3 separate regions of the Mus musculus genome follow, and regions 2 and 3 are each linked to region 1. A link is a contact called in public HiChIP or PLAC-seq and promoter capture Hi-C data. All regions are on one chromosome and are shown on one strand. The core of a region is the stretch at or near the end of the contact, and the rest is flanking DNA. Distances in the headings are between cores, read along the strand shown.

Evidence for each region. Promoter capture Hi-C pulls out the DNA fragments that hold promoters and counts their contacts. HiChIP or PLAC-seq counts read pairs in DNA pulled down with a chosen protein or histone mark.
Region 2: an H3K4me3 HiChIP or PLAC-seq map of embryonic stem cells shows a contact between it and region 1, with 37 read pairs. The contact joins the promoter of Sass6 here to the promoter of Agl in region 1. A contact is called at or near these places in 24 of 39 promoter capture datasets (the 3T3-L1 cell line, 3T3-L1-derived adipocytes, the C10 cell line and 17 more), 13 of 484 Hi-C or Micro-C datasets (CD4 T cells, LSK cells, cortical neurons and 8 more), 17 of 115 datasets of contacts at active chromatin or transcription factors (the 230-238 cell line, the SCID.adh cell line, astrocytes and 12 more) and 4 of 9 other capture datasets (adipose tissue, embryonic stem cells, liver and 1 more).
Region 3: a promoter capture Hi-C map of hematopoietic stem and progenitor cells shows a contact between it and region 1, with 2.1 times the contacts expected there. The contact joins the enhancer-like site here to the promoter of Agl in region 1. A contact is called at or near these places in 8 of 39 promoter capture datasets (the C10 cell line, the HPC-7 cell line, fetal liver and 4 more), 1 of 484 Hi-C or Micro-C datasets (CD4 T cells), 5 of 115 datasets of contacts at active chromatin or transcription factors (cardiomyocytes, effector CD8 T cells, embryonic stem cells and 1 more) and 3 of 9 other capture datasets (adipose tissue, liver and pancreatic islet).

Annotation. Positions count from the first base shown.
Region 1 is chr3:116,806,450-116,810,239 of GRCm38.p6, reverse strand. Agl (amylo-1,6-glucosidase, 4-alpha-glucanotransferase) reads left to right here and starts at 2,074. Exons shown (of 34, transcript NM_001081326.1): 1 at 2,074-2,212; 2 at 2,823-2,972. The coding sequence starts at 2,891.
Region 2 is chr3:116,593,273-116,597,062 of GRCm38.p6, reverse strand. Sass6 (SAS-6 centriolar assembly protein) reads right to left here and starts at 2,105. Exons shown (of 17, transcript NM_028349.3): 1 at 1,885-2,105. The coding sequence starts at 1,949. Trmt13 (tRNA methyltransferase 13) reads left to right here. Exons shown (of 12, transcript NM_030016.3): 2 at 1,470-2,424. The coding sequence starts at 2,278.
Region 3 is chr3:116,647,789-116,651,578 of GRCm38.p6, reverse strand. It overlaps Mfsd14a (major facilitator superfamily domain containing 14A), which reads left to right. Exons shown (of 12, transcript NM_008246.2): 2 at 80-175; 3 at 2,998-3,060; 4 at 3,670-3,790. Among named protein-coding and RNA genes, the nearest start is that of Mfsd14a, 13 kb to the left of the region's middle. Within about 2 kb of position 1,823, at least 24 of the 459 cell types and tissues checked have an H3K27ac peak or open chromatin away from gene starts, as enhancers often do. A contact at or near this core is called in adipose tissue, hematopoietic stem and progenitor cells and neutrophils, where this site is marked.

The sequences.
Region 1 (3,790 bases), core at 825-3,324:
ACCCCACCTATTGCCTGACAAATCCCTTATTTGGAACACCACCACCCCCATTCCTGAGTATAAAAACCAGTATCGTTCCCACATCCACGGCTGATCTCATGAACACTGGGTCAGGGGAAGGCACAAAAAGAAAGCTTGCTTTAATTAAACTGTCCATGATTTGGGTAGGCATTTTTCTCCTCTCATCTGCGGGACTAACAGAAACTGAGATTGTCTATTAGAAGGTCCTTAAGGATTCTCTCCTGGGAGCTACAGGATGAAACTGTTGTGTATATATAAATCCTGCATGCACAGGACGCCACAAATGTGACAAACATCCATCAGCATGCATGTGGCGCTGTGGAACGCCATCTTTGGCACTCCAAGAACTTCACAGATAGCACATCCTTGTCGAGTCTCATTTTAGAGTCACGTCATGTGACTTGTAGAAGCACTCTACGAGGAGTCTCTTACCAAAGCAGATGTCCGTGACTTACTATTCTCCTTATTTCACAAAATGAAACCTCCAAAGTTGAGTAGAATTAACAACACGTGAAAAATTTAAGCACTTTCAGAAGGATAAATCACCGCTATCTACTTGAGACATTAGACATACCATGTGAGTTGTGCTGGAGGCAGGACAATGGGAAAGGCTAGTTTTGCAGCCCTGGAGAACAGCTATCCACTGGGGAGCAGCAAAATGAGCTGGCCAGAGGATAGTGTGATGAATCTGTACCAGATAAAGTGTCAGAGCGTGCACCCATGCTCCACATTTCAGATGGAGAAGTTATGGATCAGAACGCTTTGGGTAATCTACATTTAAAAAAGAAAATCAGAGAAACCCAACATACAGCGATAGAGTGTGGTATCTGAGTCACCGGCTCCCATTCTTCAACCCTCCCCAAACGAAGACCTGCTGGGTTCATTAGTCTAGCAGGCAGCCTTCAACTGGGGGATTTCATGGTCAAGCAGGAGTTTGTAGCCAGTTCACAGAGGGCGCACTCTGGCCTCCACACTTCCTAGGAACACAGCAGAAGAGACGCCTAAGGGAACATCAGACCTGAAGGAGAAATCTTGAGATGACTGTCACAGAAAAACCAGAACGTCTTTATAAGCTAGAATGCACACTCATTCTTCCATTTTACCAAGTCCTTATTGATATCAAGCCACGGAAAATAATGCCAACCTTAGATGAAGGGTTTAGTGAACCAAAATCATCGGGAATGTACTTGAAATCACATACACTCCGTTGTTCATGAAGCGGCTTTAAGCATGTTACTTAACCTTTGAGGGAGTCTGTTTCCTTGTCTTTAAATCAACGGTAACCAAATAATAATAATAAAAATAAATAAAAAATAAAAATGCATGTTTGCTGTGACAAAACCCTGAACCAAAAGCAAGTTGGGGAAAGAAAGTGTTTGGCTTACACTTCCTGGTCACAGTGCTCTATTGGAGGAAGTTAAAGCAGGAACTCAACGAGAAAGACCCAGAGGCAGGACCTCAAGCAGAGACCATAGAGAAGTGCAGCTTGCTGGCTTGCTCCTCCCGGGCTGGGCCGCCTGTTTACCTATGGAACTAAGGCCCATCTGCCCAGGGGTGGCCATGCCTATTTTCCTCCCATATAGCAACCATAAAACAAGAAAATGCTCCCATGCACAAGCCCACAGGCCAATCTGATGGAGGCAGTTCCTTAGCTGAGGTCCCCTCTTCCCAGCGACCAGTGTGTCACAAGGTTAATGAAGCCAAGCAGGGAATTTTAAGAAACTTGGTTTTCCCAACTTTGCATTTTCTTCCCAGAAAGAACGTCCCTAACTAAACATTATCCCAGCTCTTCTTCGCTCTTGAACTCACTTTTCCTAGAGAGGCAGAGCGATCGCACATCAGGGCAATGACAGTTCCCAAAGCCCAGACCCCCTCAAACCCACAAGCCGTGCCCACCTCTCGCGAGATCAGTGGTCTGTGCTAGCGGGGGCGATGGCTCCCGGAAGTGGGCGGGGAGGCAGGGCCACGCCCCCCAGGCTAGTCCGGGGCCCAGCGGAGTCGGCACGTCCTCCGGCCGCGGGGGGCGGAGTCTCGGCGGCCCTGGCCTGTCACTGTCCCCTGGCCCGGGTCCCGGCGCCCCTCCCCGTGCCCTTCACGGCCGCCCTGCCCTCCCCGGGCCGCCGCTGCGTCCGGCGTTCCCGCTGTACCCGGCTCCGGCTCCCGCTCCCGACGCCGCACGTCTATCCCGCTCGTAAGTGCCTGGAATGCGTCCGTCTCCGGACGCGCATTCCTTCTATCTATAGCCGCTCTGTACATCGCATGCCACCGCCGCCGCAGCTATTCCCGGGACAGCAACTGCTAACCTCTCCAATCACCTCCCTATTGGTGGCTTCAGACCCGAATTTGGGAACTGGGCGCTCTTCCACCTGTTCAGCAGCCTGATCTGCTGGAGGCTACAGTGCCATTTGGAGTTTTCAGGGCCCCCTGGCTCAGGAACGGAATTTATGCCACTGAACTCCAGGGTTTTCGCGGATGCATTGCTTTTCTCTGAGAATGCTTTAGGGGTTTTGTTGGTCTGCTCTGTTTTGAACTGAGTGTAAGACTCTACATCTTTGCTTCAGGCTTTCTTATTCTGCTCCAAGAGAGAAGAAACTTCTCCCTTGTTGGGCTTTACTGACAAGATTTTGCTCTTTCTCATTGCTCTTCTTGGCTTTAAACCTATCTAGGACATGTAAGTGCCGCTGTCAACTCCAGAGAGTTTTAGGTCATATTTTCTTTTCTTTTCTTTCTTTCTTTCTTTTTTTTTTTCTTCTTCTTCTCCTTTTTTTTTTTTTTTTAAATAATTCCACTTTGTTTTATAGGGGTAACTCATTCCACTTTGGAGTCCTTTTAGTTCTACGGAAAGAGTTCGAATCCTCCAGAAGCCAAAATGGAACACAGTAAGCAGATTCGAATTTTACTACTGAACGAGATGGAGAAGCTAGAGAAGACCCTCTTCAGACTTGAACAAGGTCCGTTGCAAGTTGTTTGATTAGCTCTTTTTATGTCTTTTAATGCATTGGCGTTCTATTAGATTTTTTTTTAACTTAAAATTAGGGACTGGGTGTTGGCAGGTAGAATGCATGCTTAGCATAAATGAGGCTGTAGATTCAGTCCTCTGCATGAACAGACACACACACACACACACACACACACACACTCGCGCACTCAAATAACTTTAAGTTAGCTGAAATTTCATAGATCTTGATTTGTGCCAAAATGGTAGGTACATTGGTGGTGAGGAATGAATGTTGATTAAGAATAGACCTGTCACGTTAGCACAAAGATAGCTCAGCTCATCTTGCTGCAGACGACCACCGGAGGCAGACACTACAGGTTATAGGAAGTCCCTCGTGGGTAGAACTTGTGCCTAGCCTGGGTTCAGTCCCTACCTTAGGGAGAAAAAGAAGTGGTAGAGAGTGCGTGTGCAGTTAAAAGATTGAGCATGTTATTAGTAATAGCATTTATTGTTATAACTCGTGAAATCATATATAATGTAGCTTTGCATATATCTGTAGGGTGGCTTTTCAGAGCAAACTCTTTTCCTCTATTGAGCTTCAGCGCTGGGAGAGTAGAGTACAGCAAAAGGCGTAGTGAGCTTGCTAACCCTATCAGGAGCCTCTCAAGCAAGTAGAAGATGAAGCCAAATAAAAAGTGGAAAAACCTCTTCGGTGATGTTGAAACATGTTGGAGCCATCACTTAAAGAACTACATTGAGCTAGGGATATAGCTAAGTGGTATAGGACTTGCCTAATACAAGCAAAGTCTTGGGTTCAAGCCCCAGCATGAC
Region 2 (3,790 bases), core at 856-3,355, 210 kb after region 1:
TATATATATATATATATATATATATATATATATACATATATATATATATACAATCTACCATAAAAGCCACGCAGTAATTTTCCAGCCAATACTCCCATACAATTGCTCATTGATTCTGCATCGCACAGATGCAACCACAGACAGTGGGTAAGAAATAAGGATGGCTGTGCTCCAGAAAAATCTGATTTATGAACAGCTGGTTGAGCCTTGCCATGGGTGATAGGAATATCGGGTTTCTAAACAAGAGTAATTTTTTTTTCCCAAGACAGGGTTTCTCTGTACAGCCCTGGCTGTCCTGGAACTCACTCTGTAGACCAGGCTGGCCTCGAAATCAGAAATCCGCCTGCCTCTGCCTCCCGAGTGCTGGGATCAAAGGCGTGCACCACCATGCCCGGCTGAGTAATTTTTAAAGTTGAAGTTGTGTTTTAACACGATTAACTGTGATTACAATTTAATGTGTCGAAGAAGAGTTCAGAGTGTCAGGCATGGAATCACAAGTAATGGCCCATATTGCCCAACAGAAACAAAATGGACACCACAAACTTGAGTCATGTGTGTCACTTTAAACTGTTTAGAAGTTACTTAAAAAAAATAACTCTCAAAGTAAAAATTAATTTGAATACATTTGACCCCAATATACCCTAAATAAAGCCGCAACAGATAATCAACATAAAATTGAGACTTTTTACATTTCTGTTACTAGCAGGTCTTCAAAATCTATGAATTTTATACTTACAGACATCAGTTTGGATTAGCCCGAATTCAATAACTACATGTCTATATATTAAACATCACAAAATAATCACCAATGAGAGGCTGGGGTGGGGTGGGGGTTACACATCAGTGGTAGAGCATGCTAAGTGAGGGCACCACTTCAACTGTCAAAATCAAACAAACAATAAGACAATTAAATAACCTACAGATTCCTATATACGGCTGATGTTTTAAGTCCATTTTTCTGACTGCTTTGCTGGTTGATTCTGGACCTAATTTTAAATCGCATACCACAGTTTAACAGTCCAGCGACTCAATACATCAGTGTCTTCTTTTTGTTTTTGTTGTTTTTTAATTCAACATTTTTTTCACCGTTTAGTTTCTACAAACATTTTCACACCTGGTCTTCATTGCAATCAAATGAACAGCTAGACATATTAAATCAATTTAGCAAATGAGAAAATGTAATGTTCACAGAAACTAACAACTAAAAAGTTATTAGTAAAAGAGGGAAAAATCAGATCGCCTGTGGTTAGTGTGGCAAGTTTGCATTCATCTGTGCGATAAGATACCCTAGTGTAAACTCTGTGAAGATCAAGGTATCCCCAGGGGTCCGACGAAGGGCTTTACGGGTTGACTTATGTTTTGAATGTACAGAATTCCTGATTTTTCCAGTTTTGGGAGTTGGTTAAATGATTGAAACTGACGTGCGGATGAACCGAAATATGTCACTGAACGTTTTGTTTTGTTTTTAGATGGAGTTCTAAAGCTTCACCCCCAGTGTTCTTCAAAGGAGAGCATGAGTGAAGGGCCGGGCGACCTGAATCCTAGTGCGGACAGCTCCCTGAAGTCACCGTGAAGCTTTTGTGGAAATGACAGGGAGAATCAGAGTTGCCACCCAGAAAGGACAGGCTGGGCTCTGTCCCGCTGAGGGCCAGAACACGGACGTGAAGGAGTCGGCTTGCCATTTCCTCATTCCCTTTCCTCGCGTCCCCTCCGCAACGGCCGGCCCGGCCACAAACAAAGGTATCCATTAAGTCCGCAGGGTCCCTTCCCGATTCCCGGTGTGACAGTCCGACACCCGCGGACCGACCGATCCCCACGGAACCCAGCCGCCATCTTCCCCATTGGCGCGACCCCAACCGCCACCCGCCGGCTCCGGGAGCTCACCTCTCCTCGCAGTCTTTGCATTTCACTAGCAAGGGAACAAGCTGCTGGAACAGAACTTGACTCATGTCGGACCGCTGCCCCGACGGGAGGGTGAAGAAGCCCAGTAGGCCCGGCCTTCGGTCCCGGCTGCAAAGAAGAGCCGGTCCCGATGAGTTTGAGTTTGGCGCTCAGCTCCCGCGGAGGAGGAGGGAAACGATAAACAGAGGGAACGAAGGAGCTTTGGACCTCGTCAGCCACCGTCACCTTTTTCCGGTTCGGGCACCGACCGAGCCGGGCTGATGCGTCATTTCCGTGGACCCACCCCCCTCAGGCGGCCACGTTTGTTAAGGGAAGTGGGACCAAAGGGGACTGACAACTTTGGGCTGAGCCAGGCTTTCAAAAGGACCCAGCGTTATGGAGGCTCCGGCGGCGACTTCGCCCTCGATCGGATTTCCCATCGACGGCAGATGCAACTACTTCGTAGAAAAGAAGAAGCGCTTCTGCAGGATGGTGGCGGCCGCGGGGAAAAGGTTCTGTGGCGAACACGCTGGCTCCGCCGAGGTCAGCTATCGCCCTCCCTTCCTGGGAGTCGCGGGTCTGTGGGTGCTGGACCCCAGTCTCGCCCCTTTGACAGGTTCCTGCTTCCGTCCCATGGATTTAAGTAAATGCAGTTCTGCCCACCGCTCGGAGCCGCGAGGAGCCCCCGAGGAGCATTGCTTTCTTGTACTAAAAGCTCCCTCTGCTGTCTCAGAGACCCTTACACTCATCCTTCCTTCCGCTAGTCCCCCATCCTCAGGGGAAGTGATTATTTTTATAAAGGAGTGCTTGAAAAAGATCACTAGGTTTTATTAACTGGGTTCTAATTAATTATAGTTATTGTTTTTGAACGATAACCACTTGTGAATGCATGGGGAAGAAACTTAGAAACAATTTTTGTTTGTTTGTTTAGACTTGTAGATTAGTAATTTGCCTGTTCTTTATACATTAGGAGCCACTAATACTTTTGCACTTACAACCAAAATGTCTTATGACATTAATGTCTGTTGAGAGACAAAAAAAAGAAAAAAACAAAACAAAACAAAACAAAAAACTTTGCTTTCAACTTTGAAGTTTGTTATTTTACGTTTATTTTTCCTTCTCCGTCCCAGAATAATAATTACAAGTTCATAAGGTGTTTTCCTGGAGAGTTAAGTCTAAAGTCACAGGAAGCCTCATTACCCTCTACACCAAAAAAGAAAACATTTTACTAACCTGCTATACACTGTTTCTAAACTCAAACAATAGATTTTAAAAATGTGTGTGTGTGTGTGTGTGTGTGTGTGTGTGTGTTCTGTGATTACGCTTTGAAAGTTAGAGTACTATTTCCCTTGAAAGACAACTTTCTGTTTTTGAGATGGGGATCTTGCTGAATTGCTCATATTGGTCTTGAACATCTGATCCCAGGAATTCTCCTGCCTTAGCCTCCCAACTAGCTGGTCTCCATCAAAGAATCACACTGGAATTTAATTTAAAAGTCTATACATGAAATAATGTTGTTTTTTTTAATACTGAAAATTCCTTAACTTTCTCTAAAATTCAGTGTGCGTATCTTCATGAACATTCTGAAATAAATTGAAATAAACAATTGAGAAAAATTAAGAGTAAATACTTGGTCAGCTTTGGCTGTAGGGCTAGTACTAAACGTTATTTTGCTTTTAAAAATTCAATTTTCACAAACCTTAGGAAGCAAGTCATACTATTATTCTACTTAATAATATAGTAAGTCTATACTTAATATAGAAAGTCTATACTATTATTTACATGAAGCAGTCAGGATTATAGAGTTAGCAGCTAATAGAAAGAGCTGAGAATCACACCTAACCACTGGCCTCTGGATTTAATAATTGGGCCATCCTGTTGCATCCAGGTTGATAGGATCTGTGGGGCA
Region 3 (3,790 bases), core at 574-3,073, 160 kb after region 1:
GTATTGAATATCTTCATCATTGTGAGTTATTCCGGAGTACACTGTTAACTTTTAACTTTTGAAAACCTGTCTTTTACAGCCTCAAGGAATAGGCTCCCCTAGTGTGTATCATGCGGTTATTGTCATCTTTTTGGAGTTTTTTGCTTGGGGACTACTGACAGCACCCACATTGGTGGTAAGTAATCCTTAATGTACATACTAGTTTTCTATGGCAGAAAAGGTGGCCTGTTTCCCTTTCCATAGCTATCCGACACTAACTGGTCATTTCCTGAGAAGTGGCCTGTACTTACTGCTTTTGTTATCTCTTGCAAGTATCCCTGACCTAGGGTGGTGGCACACGTGTGGGTGTGTCCCAGCAGAGACATGGTCGCCCTGATCGGTAGGGAGAGAGGAGGGATTTTTACACTGATTGGTTTAAGGAAGGTGAAATCCAGGGCCCTTATTACTCAACATAATTATTTTGAGGTAAATTGCATAGCTCTCTTCTCCTAAGTCAGTTTGTTTCATTTGAGCTCACGATCTACAAAGGCTAAAAGTGATGTTACATATGTTTTTCAAGATTTGGAATCATAGAGGTCTGTTTTCCTGAACCAACAGCTCAGGTGATGGATAATTTCCTCAGTCAGTGAGGAAAAGAAAGTTGAGTGCCATTCCCACACATAGAGGAGTCTGTGTGGGAGGCGCAAGCAGCTTACAGAAGCTCAGGGTAGAATTTTTAAGAAATGACATGTATGGGTATTTTGCCTGCCTGTATGTATGTCCACCACGCGCGCACCTGGTGCCCGCACGGAGGTATTAGGTTTCCTGGAACGGGGTTTGCAGGTAGTTCTGAGTCTCTAGAAGAGCAGCTCGGGAGTGCTTAGTCATGAAGCCATTTCTCTCTCCAGGCCCCGAGAAGAGAAATTTAAAACACTTCGCTTACTTGTATGTGTGGTCATGAGCTTGATCATTTTATACTCATGAGACATTAAAGATTGTTCATTTAAAAAAAAATCAAATGACCATGTAAGTAGATTGCAAGAGTCTAAAAATGTTCACAATCCATATTGTATGGCAGATTTATCTACACCTACATAATCATTGCTTTTTGTGTATAAAATATTGATGTTTAACAAGGTTACAAGGTTACAAGGTTTGAATACACAGGCCATAATCATCTTCAAATAAGTAGTTTTTCTTTATAATCTGTCATTTATTTAAAGCTAGGATAGCTCTCTCAGTAATATACTTAGCTATAAGAATGCTAGTTTGAATGCATTTTGATAGAGGTCCTTTTCTTTTTAAAAAGTAGAGCTAACTTACCTAAAATGGATCCATAGTTGTTCAGAATGTAGGGGTGTGTGTATGGGGTGTGCACGCACGCTAGCTCCTGAAGGGTTATCACTATGCTGCCCAGGCTTGCCATAAACTCTGTAAGCCCCTGCCTCAGCTTGCATAGGAGCTGGAGTCATGGGATAGAACTGTGTTAAGTCTGATGGGAAGGTTCTCCTGAAATCTTACCCACTGTGTGTCGAGACGTGACAAGAATGTGTAGCTTCTCGGTGGCCTTTACCTCTGCCATTATGAGAGTAAGTCAAATAGAGACAATTATAATGTGTTATCTGTTCAGTGATGCTTCCAAAATTTCTAGGCCTTAAAGCTTCGATAGTAAAATCGAACAAAAGAGTGTAGGGCTTCCTCATGCAAGCTGATGAGTGCTCTGCCTCTGAACTCTGTTTATTCCCGGTCCTGATAAAGCTGAAGTTAAACACCCTGAGTGTGGTGCAGAGTCCCTGCTTCAGTTCCTTGGGCCTTTATTGTAACTAACAGATGATGTCACCTCATCTGAAGTGACGAGAGAGCTTCATGGCTGAGAGGACTTGCTCTTCATCAGAGGACCCTAGTTTGTTTCCCAGCACCTCTGCTGGCAGTTCAAAACCATCTGCAGTTTCAGCTTCAGGAGACCCAGCGTTCTCTTCTGGCCCCCATAGATACTAACAAGCATGTGACACATACACAAATAAAACCCTTTAAAAGACGAGAAAAAGATACCTCAGGCTAGCAGTGCTCACTCACTTCCTCCCTTCCTGTCCTGGAATTAGTGTAGGGCCTCATGCATGCTAATCACGTACTCTAAAACCTCCAGTTGTAACTTTGCGATTTTGAAACTAGATAATTATTATTCCCAACAAATAAGAGAGCGCTGCCTGTGCATAGTAAGTTGCTTAGCAGTGTTGCCAACTTAGTGGTAGATGCTGGTGGGGTCTTTCCTCCTACTCCTCTCCAGGTTGTATAAAAACAAAACCAGAAACATGCTTTTTCTCGTTCATGTGCTTCTTTAATTCACAGTTACTTGTTATTTTCATCTTTCATCTCCGCTGGGTATAAATCCCAGGCAGGGCCTTGTCTGTGCCAGGCAATGCTCTACCATAGAGCTCTCCTCCAGTTTCCTCTAAGTTTCTCATTTTTTATTTATAAAAAATATGTTTTCCAAGGTCTCTTGTCATTGGCAAGAAGAGGAACTAAAGGAAAGGGGAGATGTCTTGGTTCTTGCAAAATGTCCTGAGTACGCTTAATGGCATTCTTCCTCTCTCTCGTGGCCTCCCCATGTCAGAACAGGCAGTGTTCTGAGTGGAAGAAGCGCTGGCTTCCAAGCCAGACGAGCGAGCTCAGTCGCTCCATCTCTGAGAGCCCACAGCACCATGCTAATCTGGAAATCCATATGAAATAAAACTAGACTGCATTATGAGAGGTTGTTTGAGCTTGGCGGAGGAGGCCCACACCTTTAATCCCAGCACTTGGGAGGCAGAGGCAGGTGGATCTCTGAATTCAAGGCCGGCCTGCTTTACAGAACAAGTTCTAGGACAGCCAGGGAGACACAGAGAAACCCTATCTTGAAGAAAGGAAGGAAGGAAGAAAAGAAAAAAAAGAAAAGCCAAGGGTAGGAGTTGTTTGAAAATGTTAACGTGGACAATTTACCGAGAGTAAAATGTAATGTGGCTTTTTTCTTTGTCTTAGGTATTGCATGAAACCTTCCCTAAACATACATTTCTGATGAATGGCCTAATTCAAGGAGTAAAGGTATGGTTAGTTCTATGTGTGTGCACATGTACACACATGTATTTATATTTATAGTTTTGTATGCTGATTGTATCCCTGAGGAATAAAGTTTTTATAACTAGATAGAGTATAATTTGAGTTATTAGTTAATTCTTTTTGGACTCTGGGCTCTATATAAGCTTTGACTCCGACTTTATATTTCTTATTTTTATATTAGAATTCTCGTTTAAGAGGTTTTAGTGCTCTTTCAACATTACAACCTGGTGTTAAGGAGAGTGGGGAGAAAGAAAAAATTTACTCCCAAACCCTTCATCCATGTAGTCTGCTTATAAAGTCTTTTTCCCAGTATAAACCAGATAACCTGTGATAGTCTTCCAGAATGGCTGGCTTCATTCCTGTAGTTTCATAGTTAATACTCAGGCAGAAGCCAACAGATGATTTCCTTAGCCAACCTAAAGAAATTTTAAAACAGTATGTAGGTAAGAAATAAATTACTGTTTATTTAAAACTAAATGATTTATTTATCCTAGAAGTAGAGTTACTATAAAGTTTTTTTGTTCCAGCAGAAGAGTTGATTGTTGGCTCATGCATATTGAGCATCAATCCTTTTTTTACCATTTGGATTTCTAGGGTTTGTTGTCATTCCTCAGTGCCCCACTTATTGGTGCTCTTTCTGATGTTTGGGGCCGAAAGTCCTTCCTGCTGCTAACAGTGTTTTTCACGTGTGCCCCTATTCCTCTGATGAAGATCA